Regions from separate parts of the Gossypium hirsutum genome. Here region 2 is linked to region 1. The links are chromatin contacts, called in public Hi-C maps. All regions are on one chromosome and are shown on one strand. The core of a region is the stretch at or near the end of the contact, and the rest is flanking DNA. Distances in the headings are between cores, read along the strand shown. Region 1 has its middle 22 kb from the start of LOC107921670. Region 2 holds the start of LOC107921422 (homeobox-leucine zipper protein HAT22).

Region 1 (4,971 bases), core at 1,397-3,896:
AATATTTTGGATTTATTATTTGAAATTTTTTGTTATTTAGAAATTATAATGTTTTATTTAAATTGTGGCATGAAACTTAGGTTTTTAGGGACTATTCAGCATGCATGACCTTTAATTTTGATTAGGTTATTAAAATTAGGGAATTTAATTTTTGTGCATGAAATATAATTTCTATTAAAAGTAATATTAGGTATCAATTTATCCACTGCTAGATCATAAATTTTTAAGTATTAAATAAACTGAAAATTAATTAAGTTTCAAAAAGTAGTCACCATTGTATTGAAAGTTAAGCTAAACTGATTTTTGAAAAGCCCGTAAACTTTTTTTGAAAATAGACAAAAGTTTTCTACCAAAATAAACTAATGTTTTAAAATGACTATTTTATAAACCCCAATCACTTCTAGGCCATTTCAATAGCCGATGTAATCTTCCGAATTCGAGCCTAACGTTTGGGACAGATTGAGAATGTTACAGAGAATTTGATAAAAACGAAACATATGAAAAACTGGATAACACCCTCTTCTTCAAACAAAAACCTTCTTCTTCAAGTGTAACCCATATATTTTTCTTATTTTTTGAATTAAAACTAGTTAATTATTTAATGGAATTAGTGGGTTTTTATCTTTTGGTGTTAGGATGAAAGAGAAGGATTTGATATTGAAAAATTACCCAAATGAAGATGATGAATTTATTAAAGGAGATGAATTTTGATGTTGAAGAAGAAGATAAAGGATCAAGAATTACGTAGTTGATTCTTGATTTTTTTGTTAAAAATATCTAATTATTTTTTTATAATTTTTAGATTTTCAAGATTTTTTTATATACATATATATTTTTATATGTTTAAATGTTTATATATTTAATAAAAAATTATATATTTTTATAAAAGAAAGACATGTGGCCTGATTTGATTGGCCACTAATTTTTTTTAATGTCACTTAGTGAAATGGATTACAAACTATAACAGAATGATACTTTAGTATCAAATTGAGACAAAAAAAAAAGTTAGGTGCCAAAGTGAGAAAACTAGTATAATTCAGAGGTCAAATAATGAATTAAGCCTTTTTCGAACAATGAATTATTATATATTAATATAAATTATTTTGATGAATTTAGTATTGCATGACAAACATATCAACTCTGTTAAGTAAATTATCAAAACAAATCAAGATTACAATAAAAAAAATAAGTAAAGATTTTTAAGATTTTTAAATTTTAATAAATAACCATTATTAAAATAATATAAAAATTTACTATATTGTTAATTTATTTGATTGGTCGAAATTAGGGTATCCACTATTAGTAGTGACTAATATATTTGCCACGAAAACTCTTTAAAAAGTTAAATGATTAACAAAAAAATGTGCTCTATTTTCATGAATAAAAATCAAACCTCTAATTACATAATTAAGAACATAAAAACATTGACTTTTTTTTAACAAACAATGCACAAAAAGACCTAACTAGAATATAAGATAACAAACAATTCAATAATTAACTAACATCATACTTTTATAAGTCTCATCATACCTAAGCAAGGTTTAACATTTTAACTAATGTATAATAAGAACGCATTTCATCATGAGCTTACATAGATTTAGAGAGTCACATGCATGATTAAGATATTGTTGAAAAATTTAAGATATCTGAAAACAATTAAATTATACATTCTTAAAAAAATTTTGCAAACTTTGTTTATAAGTTATTATACTTTATTGGATTAGTACGAATCAAGTTGAGAGCGTAGATTCATGTATTGGGCTCAAAAGGTTAGTGTAAAGTATATTTGAACCCTTTTGTTTTAGGAAACGTTTTAGTGTTCAAGAAAAGTGTATTTCTTAACTTGTAACACATATATTAGCCAAGAATAACTTAACCGGTTGAAGTTATTTTTAGTCAAAACATTTCAAACTATTTTTAACTAATTCAATTCATTTAACTTTACTATTTTTAACTAGTGAAACTTCTATATATACCATAACTCATTTTCACTCTCAACATATCTCAAAAATCTATCATTCTCGTCATGCTCCTCCTCTCTTCTTTCTGAATTTGTTAAGTATTTATCTATTAGATTTTATTATTAGATTTTTATTTTCATTTTATAACAGAAAGATCGATGAAATATCCTTAAAAATAATATCTTACATTAAATTAATGAATATTTGCTCTAATACTATATCAGACATTCAACCTAAAATCAATTAATAACATACAAAGAGACCCATGATGACAAAATTCAATCAATTTAAAATAGCATTTCTTTAAGAATTTGATGAGAAATAAACAAGAGGGACCCAGAAATGATACGGTAAGATAGGAGCATTTGATTCTAAAAGGATATGATGATTGTGGGAGCAAAAAGAAGTGTATTTTAGGCAAATGATAGCAGGGGTGGTGTTGGAGATAAGGTTTCAGATGTGTCCCCTCCTGCCTTTTGTCTGCATTTCTACTTCTCCTTTTATTGCTACTAATCTATTCTCTTTTTATATTTTTAAAGGATTGTATTTGTACTTATTATAGGCATCTATACTCTTAGAATAATAGATCTTTAGTTGCTACACTTTAAGCACTATTACAAGCATCTATACCCTTTGATCAATTTTTATATTTAGAATAACAGAACAAGATTAATCATTGATGCCTGACGAAAGCATGAAACAGCTGTGTTTTCTTTAGTGTTAATTGCTTCTCTAAATTAGAACAGGGTTAATACAAAGGACTGTTGCATCTAAAAAGAAAAGTTGAGACAATATTAAGGAATAAAATAATAGATCATTTGTATGTTGTATTACGTAAAAGATTATTCTTTGCTATTAATTTCTTATTGGGTACGCAATTCTTCTTCTCTGCCCATTAAATAATGAAATCATGTTGTGAACACCATTACTATGAAACTTGTATAAAAAATTTTCATTTAACATATTTACCTTCATTTTAATTATTCCTCTTAAAAATTTTAACGGAATTCTAACATGGCATTTTTTTTAAACATGGACCAATCATTGGATGTTACATTGCACAATTTAGCATGACATAAATATTACATACCACTTTATAGGACTAAAATACAATTTGCTAAATATTAACTATGAAAAAAAATAAAACATTTTATTATTTTCTGGGTTTGGGTTCCAACCCGCCCCAGCAACCGTCGACCAAGCACCGTCCGAAGCTGTCTCCTCCCGAATCGGTTCAGCCGCAGCTTCCTTGCTCTCCTCAACCGTTCAAAACAGCATGTATTGAGACCAACTTTGAAGGTTTTAATAGCCTTGGTTTGACACTTTTTTGTTGCTTTCTTAAGGTTTTATCCTTAGTTCCAATTTTTTGTATTAATGTATCATCTTATCTTACACGATGTACCAAAGAATAAACATGCTAAAAATCACAGCATGTATTGGAGTTGGAGCTGAAGGTCATTTATCAAACTTTAGTTCTTGCATGACTGGAAGCACATAGCTAATTTCTATAGTAACTTATTTTGCAATGAGTGGGAACATATTCAATGGGTCTAATGCAAATTATTGATCTTCCAAACTTTCCATCAATTATTTAAACTCTTTGAGGATATATAGTTTCTGAATTCTGACAGTGTAACACCTTAAACTCGGCCTAAACGTCCAGACCAAGTCTTGAGAGTCACATTGTCGATGTTAGGAAAACCACATTTATAAATGCAATCAAAATGAATTCAACATATTGTAATTATCACAACAATTAATTATCTATTTAATCTTCTCAACCATCATAATGTCGTAGAAAGTTGAAAGTACTACTAGTAAAGTTAAAAGGAAAAATAACGGATTGACTGAGCTCCTGCAGCGCCGACCCGTTCAAGTCTGAAAGTCACCTAAAACTCAATCAACAACAAAATGAGTGGTGGACCCAGTGCATATAAAACATCTATTCAATTAAAGCACATTTATAAGGTAATTCCCAAATCCCAAGATTCAGTTAGATAATAGAAGCAATTTAAGATACAGAATAAATTGGATACATATGTAGTTATTCCTACCCCATCCGCTACACACCATCTTCATCCATCCCAACACACCGTTAAGGGTGTTTAATGCCCAACCATCCCTACATACCATAAAGTGTCTGTCTGACACGTTTACTAAGACGCTAACTAGCTACTAGATCGAATTGCGGCAAAGCGCCAAATTCACACACACACACACACACACACACACACACACACACACACACACACACACACATATATAACGTGGCTTAGCCACTAATCCAGAACAGATTACTTACTCCTTTACAAATATCTCAACCCATGCAAATGCAAATTACAGATATCAACAACAAGTGTTCAGTCATTCTGACTCAATTCATAAATAGTTAATATAGATCGATAACATTAACAACCATCATAATATATATGTATTTATACAATTCATATCTCAATCCCAGAGCATTAGATAGTCCTCATACATTCAAATTCAGATCATAAATACATGGTGGAGACCAGTGCTCGTGTTAGATAACACTCACGGTCTCAGAAACAAGATTTGAGTCCTATTTATATGCCACACGGCTTGGCACACGCCCATGTCATCTACTCGTGTGGTTTTAAATCATGAACAGCGGGTCACGTGGCCTAGACACATCCCGTGTCCTTGCCAGTGTGGTTCACACAGCCTGATCCTTGCCCGTGTCATCTGCTCGTATGAGTCTAAATCGCAAATAGAGAGTTACACGGCCTACCACACGGCCTGGCATATGACCGTGTGGCATCGACAGCCATGTTTTCCAGCATTTGAAATTTGAAAAAATAGGGGGTTTCAGTACGCACCTGGTCTCAATTTGACGGGAAAATAATGCGGAGAATACCAAAACCTAATTTAACCATCCAGTAACCAATCAAATAACTAAAACGACAAGATAATGCATACATTAATACTCAACCAATTATGTCGAGAAAATAAACACGAAACTTCCAACAATGAACGCTTACCGGCA
Region 2 (4,971 bases), core at 1,653-4,152, 62 kb before region 1:
CGCTAAGCCCTGGCATTGATTGTGAAAAGATATAATATTCTTTTGTAGTGGATGCAATAACCTTTAGATATATTATTAAATTGATAGTTTATAAAAGATTTAATTTGCGTTTAATGGTTGTTGTTACAACCTTTTATGAATTACTATATAGTAAAGTTTATATTAAAATCTTTGAAGGATTTAGAATGCTAGAAGCATATTGAAATTCTTGGGATATTGTTCATTTATATGATTTCAAATAATTTGAACATATGTGGTAAATTTTACATAGTGAATAGTAGTTGAAATATGAATATAAGATGATCCAAAATACTTATTTGTGTTTTTATAGAAGAATCATGATTAAAGTTTGTTATGATTATTGTTGAAACTCCTGAAGATCAAAATATATTTCCCCCAAAATTTTCCCTTACTCATGACTTTCAAAAGAATGTTGATATAAATGCTTAGCAAATACGTTCAAATGACCATTTGAAAAGCTAGTATTCAAGATTGAATATATAGAATATGAGAAAGTATGTGATGTTTTCATGAAGGGGAGTAAATATGCGTTATACTATTTTTCCCTTAGCCGAGGTTTTGTCCCATTGGGTTTTCCTTGTAAGGTTTTTAATGAGGCAGCATATTATGCGTATTATAGATATGTGTACTATTTTTTTCACTAGGAATTGTTTTTTCCATAGGGTTTTTATTTTAGTAAGGTTTTAACGAGATGCATTATCTACAAATGGACATCCAAGGGGGAGTGTTATGAATATCTTATTAAATGGATGTCCATCAATATCTTGATAAATTTTGATATACTTTAAATTCTAATAGTCATTAGAAGTAGATCTCTACTTCATTTATACTTTTAATGCCTATAAATAGAGACTTTGGAGAAGCATTGTATACATTGCGATTGATCAATAAAATATGCTCTCTCTTTTGCTTTCCCAATTTCTTTGTTCTTTACTCTCTGTCTATTTATTTTATAAAATAGATTTAATTTTTATGCTTTTATTCGATCCTTTTTAGTTGTTGTACTTTTCAAAATTTAAAATTTTAGTCCTCACCAAACAGGAACTGTTAAATTTACTGAGTAAAATTTTGCTATTTTTAAAATATGATGCGTCAAACATATTATCACGTGTAATTCATTTTAGCTTATTATTTTTACATATTCCTCACTAAAAATCTAGTTAATGGATTAACGACTGTCATTTGCGTCAAGATTGAAATTTCAAAATTCGAAAATTATAAAGACTCAGAATAATCCTGGAGAAAATAGACTAAAACTATAATTGTATGCATAGTACATAACTAATAATTAAATTTAACTAAACAAATTGAATTGCTATTGTTTGGGTTAGGATTAAAATTTTAGTTTTTGAACGTATAGGGACTAAAAGTGACCAATTTGAAAAGCATAGGACTAAAATTGATCAAATAAAATACAAGGACTAGATTTACAACTTTCGCAAAGTATAGTGACTAGTAACAGAATTTAACCTAATTAATTACAGATAGCTTGAGAGGTGATGAGACGGACAAAACCTTGTCAGATTTTGCTAACTATATATACTAATATTTAATTTATATATGCATCCATACATAATTACATACATGCATATATATATAAACATGAAACGATATACAATTGACACATAAGCCATGAATAGAAGAGGTAGCAGTGTTAATTTTCATGGCTAGCAGGCTGCTGAAGGGTGAGATAAGGAATTGATGAAGTGAGATTTGGGTCCGATCGTAAAAGGGATGGACGTCGTCGTCGCCGGAGGGCCATCGCCGCCGTTGGCAACTCTCTCACAGGAAGGGCACATGGTGAGGGTGGCTGCTGCAGGCAGCTGCATGCAATACGATGCTGTTAGTTTCCATGATTTAAGCTCTTGTAATTCCTTCTGCAACCTCTTGTTCTCTTCTGTTAGCGTTTCACAACATTTCTTCAGTAATTCACAATCTACTTCAGTCTGTTTCAGCTTTGTCCTGGCTCTCCTATTTTGGAACCATACTTCAACTTGCCTTGGCCTTAGATCCAACTTAGCTGCTAAAGCTTGCTTCTGTTTCTGTTTACAAAAAAAAAAAAGAAAAAAAAGTAAATACCAAATAAGAGCATTGAATATTTGAATAATAAGTGTATAAACAATGAAGATAAAGATATACTTACAGGACAGAGAGTGGTGTGCTCTTTGAATCTATCTTCTAAGATTGCAGATTGGTGTTTGGTAAGCCGAAGTTTCTTTCTATGGCAACCTTCATCATCTTCATCACCAACCCTTGAAGAGACCCTCTCGAATTCCACATCTCCCTCTTTCTTGACACTGGAGTTTGAAAACGAAGACAGTGCAGTGACAGAAGAGGCTTGCTGGTCGTCGCCATGTGCTTTACGAGCATCATCATCTGATGATGGACCTAACGTCAGAGATGGGAAAAAATGCTCATCTCTCACCAACGATTTCTTCTTCTTTTGTTGATGATCCGATTGTGAAAAGTTTTCTTTGACATTCCAACCTAGACCAAGACCAAGACCACTGCTGCAAATATCATCAAATCCCATTGTGTTGCTCAAAAGCTGCTAAGGAGGCCAAGAAAAAAAGGGTTTTCTTCAAAGAGAAATGGAGGAGATGAAGTGTTAATTTTAGGGGACAGTGGAATGAGTTATATTACTAATAAAAAGGAAATGAATAGAGTACTAACGAATCTGGGTTATGAATGATGTCCTCATAGGTTGACCATTCATAACAAAACCTCTCTAATTTCAAATATAACTTTTTTTAACGTTTTCTATTATCAAAATTACAAATATAATGAGTATTATCATAATCAATAAAAATAACTAAAAAAAACCAGAAATAGCAAAATAAAACCCATCCATCCCACCAACAGCCAAGAATACACTGCAAAAGGTTCATAAAATGGATTACGTACGTGGAATCGCATGAAAAGTGGGGATTACATAGGAGAATATAAAAGAGAATAACAATTCATCTTTGTTTTTTTTTTTTTTTAAAATTTCTGCACTTTTCTTCTGATTTTCCTTTAAATCCACACCTTTTTGACACTGACTATAAAGCAAAACTAACTTAAAGTCATTGAGTATAAGTCATCATAATCAATCACTTTGTTTTCAATGTTAAAACACCAAAAGGGTGGTGATTAATTAAAGGGAGAGGTGGCATGATCAGATGGCTAAGCAATTATTGTGAATTAGAGGCAATAGAAAATCGAAGGAGACAATATTTTCATAATAATAATAGAAATTAAGATAAAGACCCATCATCAGATGTGTGTTTGTTTATGTTTACCTAGTCGCAGGCCACCCAATATGTCCCCCACTATTTCATGCCTTACTTCTCTAACAAGATTATAAGACACTCTTTCTAAACTTTACCCAAAATATTCCAAATATTCTTCCTTCTATATATGTGCCAAGTGTCGGGTTAAATGGTGATCCGGGAATTATTTGTTTAGAGGAGCCTTAATATGAATTCAAGTCCACCCTTATTCAAAACTCGACTCATTTGAACTAACCCTCAGTTAAGAATACTCAATGATGATTCGTATTAAACATATATCTAAGACATTACGGGATCGATTTAGATATATGGCTTGATATATTGATCTGGAAGGACATTCATTATCCACACGTCCACACCAAAAAAGAATAATTGAGTGTTGTGTCTAGTTTCCTTTTCGCTGTGTATTAAAAGCACGGAAGCCCTATTTTTTTAAGTCTTCAAAACCTATTAAAAAAACTAAATTGGTCTCTTCCCATTTTCATAACCATGCAAGGTGGTTATCATATTATCCAAATAATTGCATTTGCAAATTAATATAACCGCCCTACTGCACCATTCATAAACTTTATGAGCTACCAACATTTCCTACAGGCACAATACCTCTTTTTGTTCTTATACAAAATTTAATCGATTAAAATTTATCATGTAAAATTATCAATAACAAAATTAAAAGTGGAGACGTACTTGAATCTATTGATTTTTTTTTGGAATCTTCGATCTTGTAGTTTTGATCTTCCAAATTAGTACACAAGTAATTCAAAGAAAGTGACTCTCTCTTTTCTAAAGATGGGATATTAGAAAAGTTACATATGTGTAATTTAGAGACCATAACCCTAATATATACACATTAACACTAAATTTTAATCAGTCCATCATCAATTAGAAATTAGTTACAAGAATATTTACACATATTTGACCCATACTTTATTCAATAACTAAAGCCCAATAAACCTTAGCCAAATTAGATTACTTTTAATTTGGGCTAATTTTTTTATGATAGTAAATAATAACGTGTAATTACTCTTATTACATATGTGATGTCCATATTTTTCAACAATCTCCCACTTGGACCACATATATATACTAATTATTCTATAATCACAAGTCACTATATAACTTTATGAGCTCAAAACTTTACTATCATATCCAAAAGATATTCTGAGCAATCTCATCCATTAATTATATTAACATAGAATCAATGCGTCTTTCTTTACATATATTGTAACTAAATCCATCCCTGATAACGTATATTAATATAACCAAATGACATAAATCAAGTATGAATGTGTAGCATGAAAATTACATGCAATATGACCCAAACATGTCTATTTCCAACTGGTCCTCCTTAACCTTAGTGAGATCAAATTTTACCAAAATCAAAGTGTGAATAAATCAAATAAACTTTATTTCTACGGAAAATAAACTTAATATTCACAAACTGAAATAACTGAAAATGTGTCTATAATATAAAATCATTTAAAAGGACAAACTCCTACTAAAACTACATATCCTTAAATGACATTACACCCATATGAGTAGTGTGCTCATGAAAAACCTTGGGTGGTAGTCCCTTAGTAAGATGCATTTTAAAATATTAGGAAGTGTAATACTCAAATTTTGCCCGGCCCGAGCCCAAGTATTAAAACCAAAATATAAAAAAATATATAAAATAAAT

What was found. Hi-C and Micro-C count contacts between places; a contact is called where the count stands out from the background.
Region 2: a contact with region 1 is called in a Hi-C map of hypocotyl, with 2.7 times the contacts expected there. The contact joins the promoter of LOC107921422 here to the enhancer-like site in region 1. A contact is called at or near these places in 7 of 34 Hi-C or Micro-C datasets (anther, callus, cotyledon and 3 more).

Annotation. Positions count from the first base shown.
Region 1 is chrD01:23,167,741-23,172,711 of Gossypium_hirsutum_v2.1, reverse strand. No RefSeq gene overlaps it. Among protein-coding and RNA genes, the nearest start is that of LOC107921670, 22 kb to the right of the region's middle. Within about 2 kb of position 2,646, at least 2 of the 9 cell types and tissues checked have an H3K27ac peak or open chromatin away from gene starts, as enhancers often do. A contact at or near this core is called in hypocotyl, where this site is marked.
Region 2 is chrD01:23,230,206-23,235,176 of Gossypium_hirsutum_v2.1, reverse strand. LOC107921422 (homeobox-leucine zipper protein HAT22) reads right to left here and starts at 2,902. Exons shown (of 2, transcript XM_016851275.2): 1 at 2,165-2,902; 2 at 1,399-2,063. The coding sequence starts at 2,554. The coding sequence ends at 1,689.